2 separate regions of the Gossypium arboreum genome follow, and region 1 is linked to region 2. A link is a contact called in public Hi-C data. All regions are on one chromosome and are shown on one strand. The core of a region is the stretch at or near the end of the contact, and the rest is flanking DNA. Distances in the headings are between cores, read along the strand shown.

Region 1 (2,961 bases), core at 284-2,783, 140 kb after region 2:
ATTAGTCCAATAAAGAAGTCAATAATACGATTACTAATAAAAATAATAAGAAAAATAAATATCATATGCAATTTATGTAATTGCTTTAGCATTTCATATTTGTTGGGTTATTCCCTCTTTAACATTTAACATATAGTCCTTGTCATCATATGTTGGTTCTTGATCGAGTTCTTCATTATCTGAATCTGAATATGTATCATTAATATTATCAATATCTCCTTCTTCCATGTACTCTTCAAAGTATGGATTATCCCAACTTTGTCTACGAATAAAGTTATGAAGTTTGCAACATGCTAGTACGATATGACGTTATTTTTTATGCTATAATAAGGTGATGTTAATATGGAAAATATTTTTTTAGAACAAAAATTATTATTTCAACCACATTTCAAAGCTTTGAATATCTAAAATTAAAGAGTTTGTGAGACGTCTAGTACTTGCCTCCAACTTCATTTTCTCAAATGGAACTGTACCTCATGATATGGTGCAAGAAAACTTTTTGTATTTGAACAATTATCATATACCGCATAATATTTAGATTTATAGTATAAACAAGTTATAGCTTTGATTATAAATACTCAAGTAAATTTTTAGAGAAAAATTTATGCTAGGCTATAACTTTTTATAATAAAATAGGTTTAAAATAATATAAAATTTATGATATATAACATTTAAAAAAAAATTGTAAAGTGTCTAATAGCTTATAAACAATATAACTTTTACTGTAACTTTATAACGTTATTTTTATAAATAAGTTATTGCAAAAATTATAATATCTTTTATAAATAAATATATTACTTTTTATAATATATAGCATGAAAATGTAACTCTATACTTTTTTCCTGTAACTTTTATAAAAATTATATTATAACACATTTATAATACATGTTTTTAATAGTATACCTTTTACCATAACTTCATCATTTTTATAGAATTTGATTAATATAAATTTTTTATAAATTTATAAAATGCATGATTAATTTTTATAATATGGCATTTTAAGATTTATAATATAAATTTAGAAAATTTTGGACGTAATCATTCCAAATGTTCATACATGTTTATTCTTATAATATAATTTTCATAATTTAAACTTGTATAAAAATATTTTTAAAGCTAAATCATGTATCAATGTTTGGAAAGTCATAGAGTAATTGAGTTTGGGTGTAATTATCTGTGTAATTACTCAAATTCTCACTCTTCCTTTAAAAATTGAAAAGTGTAATTAAGATACTTCAATAGCACCCAATTTAGTGAGACTCACCAATTACCCAAACATATCATCAGTGTAATTATAAATAATCATACTCAAATTCTAGATGATTTTTCAAATACTATCAAAATGTTTGACAAAATTAAAATTTAAATAGTAAAAAAAGTTATGTACAAATTACAAACAAGTGGTGAAGTTCAAAAAATTTATATATATTAACACAAAAGATTACTATAAAAGAGAGAGACATGTTGCCGGCCTGGCCCATTTTGGAGTAGGCTCTTCCTTTATACTTGGCAAAGAAACGTTTTGGGCTGGAAAAATGATTTAGCCCAACAAGTAAGAATAAAAATGAGAAGAGAAAGGAACAAAAAGAGGCATTCTCCATCTTCATCATCCTCACCCTCGGCCTCACTCAGGTACTTTCTTTGCTTCTTTTTTCTTCTTCTATTTTTCTTTTCCTACAAAAGAGTTAAGCTAAGTTAAATGAAAACAATAGTACCAGACTATTACAATATTGGAGTTAAATTCCAAGTAAATTGTAATCGATTGCGATTCTTCCAAAAACATCATTAATGCTTGCAGATTGATTTTTCATAACTCATTCTCAACCTTGTTTGATTGCTCAGAAAACCTACACTAAAAAAAAAACCTGTTTAGTTATTTATTTATTTAAGTTTAACTTTAAAAATGTTAACCTCACTCCTCACCTATGTCAGATAGTTTGAATCTGTAGTGTTCTTTTCTTTTTTTAAAATTTTTATTTTACTTCTAATTGAAGGAAGCTTTTCAAATCTGAAGTAGTTGGGGCAAAACGTAAGTGCAAGAGTTTATATGCTTTTTTAACTGAAGGGTTTTTGGGTTGCTGTTTCATTGATGTGGGAGAGAAACTAAACTTCGTATCGGAATCAAGCTCTTTCTAGTATGGCTATTTGCAGTTATCGACGTTTTCATTTTTAGGTTAAGGTCACTACCTGGGCTTGTAAGTCTTTAACCTTATTATCAATTAAAGTTTGATTTGAGTTCCTCGTGAATTCCTGCAATTATTAAAGCATACGTGACTCTTTTCTTGGCTTAAACTTCTGTTTCTCAACTTGTTCCATCTTTGATTTAAACATCTGATTGTTTTTTAGGTGCTAGAACTATGCCTCGAAAAGTTAACTATGGACTTGATTATGATGATGATTATGATGATAACTACGACGAATATTACAGATATGAAGTAGATGAAAATGGTGAGTGGATTTTTTTTTTTCCTTTTTTTCTTGCCGTATCTTAACTTTGTGATCAGATGCCAATCAGGTCATCTTGTTTTTTCTTGTTGGTTTGCTCTACATTTCACTAAAGGCTCTGAAAGATGATTAGCTCAATTTGATAGGGAGCAAACTGGTTGACAGCTCTTATGCATGTATCTTTCTGCTTACCAACTGAATGCTATCTATTTCATAAAACAGCAGAAACACCTTCCCAAAAAGAAACAATCAAACACAGTGTGTGGCGTTGCTCCATTTGTACATATGATAATGATGAAACCATGTCATCATGTGATATTTGTGGGGTTCTTCATGGTCCTTTACTCAATAACTCCATCTATGATAAGAAGAGAACAGGTTTGTTATAATTGCCCTTAACCTATTGGTGATTCTATTAATATCATTTAATATTGGAGAATGAGCTACTATTCTTCTTATTCAATATGAGAAGATTGTTCTTTATCTCTTTTGTTTTTCTTTATCTACAGGGTTCTG
Region 2 (3,142 bases), core at 468-2,967:
CAAATCACACCATGATCGCATTCAGGAATTTAACCAATATTTGGCTAATCTAACTGAGCATTATGACATCCCTAAAGTTGGCCCTGGTTAATTTGTCTGGATTTCAGAGTTCTAAAGGCATTACTATTGTTTGCACCAAAGTCTGCCCAAGTTATTTTGGGCAATCAATTGTCTGAAACTTAGTATTTTAAAACTTTTCCAGTTTCAATGAACCTTTGCTGTGTTTGTGACGAGCTCTCTCAGCACCATAAAAAAATTTCGTGGTTTCATCCCTATTTAGGGTGTTTTCATATGGAGTAATGATGCTCTCTTAGCACCATAGAAAATTTTTATGGTTTCATCCCTATTTAGGGTGTTTTCATATGGAGTAATGACAGTTGTATATTTGATCCATCACATCTATGTTCTTACATACCCAAAGCATGTCCATACATACAAATTCTGCATTTGACTCAACAACTCAGATTGCATGGTTCTCTCCATTTAATTAACGTTTCACCTCAGTTTCATAACATTGCCAATTATTGGCATAGGATAGGGGGTCTCAAACGTTGGTTGAGCCTCCGTGCCGCCTTTGAAATACAAATAAAGAACCTCTAGAGCCCTTTCCTAATCTGATCTTCTCGTCAATATACGTGATCTGTAGCTTGACCTCACTCTCGCCACCATACCGGAAGTCCATTGCTCCTACCCTCAGTTCAGGTGGCTCAAAAATGACTTGAATCCATTGATGATCCAAGACCTTCAGCTTTCCTGCACAATGCGTGAAGGAACACGTATCAGTGGAGATGACATCCACAATTAATTGAGTTTCACGGAAAAGATGAATAAATGGGATTCTAGGTGCTTATGCATGAACCAACCCATAAGTCAATTTTGGTTATTAGTCATAAAATTACAATGTGGCAACATGGTAATGCCAGTTAAAGATAAACACGCCGACATTAAATCAAGTGATGACTAGTGAGGTTAACATAGGGTGGGAGTGGCCTTACCTTTCAAGGAGACCTCTCCATTAAGAAACCCAAAAACAGAGAAGGAGACTTTGTTTCGTACGGAGTCAGGAGCTTCAACAGCCTGAACCATGTCCTTGGTCTTGAAGAAAAGGCGCCCCAATGCACTTCTGTAGCCGCCTCCTGGTGACGTGGGATTCGAGCAGTAAACCACATCCCAATCTGGAAAAACCACTAGACCAACATTGAACCACTTTTCACTTGACAGTAATTTGTGTTTGAATTTGGGTTTGGTCTGTTTATTACCTCCGAAGATTAAAGGGCATTTGACTGGTTCATCAACGCAATATTTGTTCAACTCATTAGCCACTTGAGCTACCTCTTGGTGCTGTTTTGTGGTGAGTGAAACTCCACCATCCGTTTGTATCACCTAATTCTCACTTGGTGTTCAGTTGCATTAAAAAAAAAAAACCAAGTTGATGGAACTAAATGGAGGTGAAAGAAAGAAGACCTTGGAGAGAAGAGATGCAACTAGATCATCGACGGGGCGACTGGAGATGGAAACGGAACTTGAGGAAACCCTGAAACACTGGGATTTGAGCGCAAACGAAGTGCTGTGTAGGGATAGATGAGAGGGTTTCGATCCAAAAAATGAGGGTTTAGGTTGAGGCAAGGAGGACGATAGAGTGAGGGAACAAGCTGCCATGGCCGCCGGATATCCCAAATGACTCTGAGCAGAAGAGCTGTGGCTGGCTTAAACCAATAATCGAGGGAAAGGAGAATGAGAAATCCAAATGGGACCCACTGCCCCGGTTAAGAACTGGATTACATGCTGCCACGTAAGCAGAAATTTGAGTTCGGCATTATCCATCATTATCCCTTCCTTAAACAAACTACTTTCTGTCTAAGCACTGCCCCAATGGATCTGCACAGATTTTTATTTTGAAGATGAATAAGCCCAATGGGTCTTTCTATTCTCTTAGTCTATACATACATATATATATATTGTAGCACATTGCCATACCTCATTTTTAATAGGTTACGTATCCATAAGTATCTTATTGATTTGGTGGTACGTATAAATTTAATTATGAAATTACTAACTTAACTTTTCATATACAAATTAAATTATATTTTTATAAGAATATTTTTATATTTTTATATAATAAATCTATAAAATTTTGATCATAATCAAATTTAAACTTAAAACATCATACATGATAAATAATTAATTTCTTCATTCTAATAAAAGCATCAAATTTTATATATCATATCGATGTAGTCATAATTCTTTTAAAAATAACCTTTAAAATTTACAAATTATCTTAATTTAATTTTAAAAATTACGTTCTTCCACTTTGCCCATCGTCACTACCATTGTTGCCCTCACTTTTACCTCCTCCACCTTTCTTAAAAAAAAAAATACATCCCAAGTCCAAGCCACAAAGAAAGAAAAAAGAAAACAATTTTTTTTCTTTCATTACCATTAAACTAATTTGAATTGGTAATAGTTGGACCTACTTGAAGTGCTCATAACCATAAATTATTTGGGAATTTTTAATTTCTTGTAATGCTATAGTTATATAAACTTTTAAAATTTTCTCCATATCTATAAAAAATAGAATGTTGATAATGGCAAGAAAAGATACAAAAATAGAACATACAAATTTTACGTAAAAATCCTTTCGAGAAAAAAACCACCTGCAGAGGAGAAGAAAATTTACTATGTCAAATTCGAATGATTACAAGGAGTATAGGTTGTGTCTATTAATAGGTTTAGAAAACATTATTCTAATCAACATCTAATAAAAATAATGCAGTAATGTTGAAACACCGTATTCAAATCAATATTAAACAAAGGAAGTAAACTTCTATACAAACAAAATGATACCTAACATCAATGTGTTTTGTTCTCTCATGAAACATTTGATCTTTCGTAAGGAAGATGGCACTTTGGCTATCACAAAATACTGTACTGATTTGAAGGTCTTCATTGAGTTCACTAAATAACCCTTAAACCAAATAGCTTCTTTACAAGCCTCGTAATCGCCATGTACTCAACTTTAGCGGTAGACAAAGCGACAGTAGTTTGCAAGGTGGCTTTCCAACTGATTGTACAATCAGCATCAAGTACCCAATGACTCCATCTCTATTTCTTCCAAACTGTAAGCAAACACCAGTAGTGCCTT

The links. A called contact is a pair of places that touch in the nucleus more often than the background predicts.
Region 1: a contact with region 2 is called in a Hi-C map of leaf, with 7 times the contacts expected there. The contact joins the promoter of LOC108486543 here to the promoter of LOC108484152 in region 2. A contact is called at or near these places in 4 of 5 Hi-C or Micro-C datasets (all in leaf).

The regions. Positions count from the first base shown.
Region 1 is chr6:91,015,030-91,017,990 of ASM2569848v2, forward strand. It overlaps LOC108486543, which reads left to right and starts at 1,534. Exons shown (of 9, transcript XM_053029565.1): 1 at 1,534-1,632; 2 at 2,347-2,448. The coding sequence starts at 2,358.
Region 2 is chr6:90,875,001-90,878,142 of ASM2569848v2, forward strand. LOC108484152 (probable plastid-lipid-associated protein 8, chloroplastic) reads right to left here and starts at 1,718. Exons shown (of 4, transcript XM_017787839.2): 1 at 1,465-1,718; 2 at 1,260-1,383; 3 at 996-1,175; 4 at 356-753. The coding sequence starts at 1,659. The coding sequence ends at 545. It also overlaps the pseudogene LOC108484154.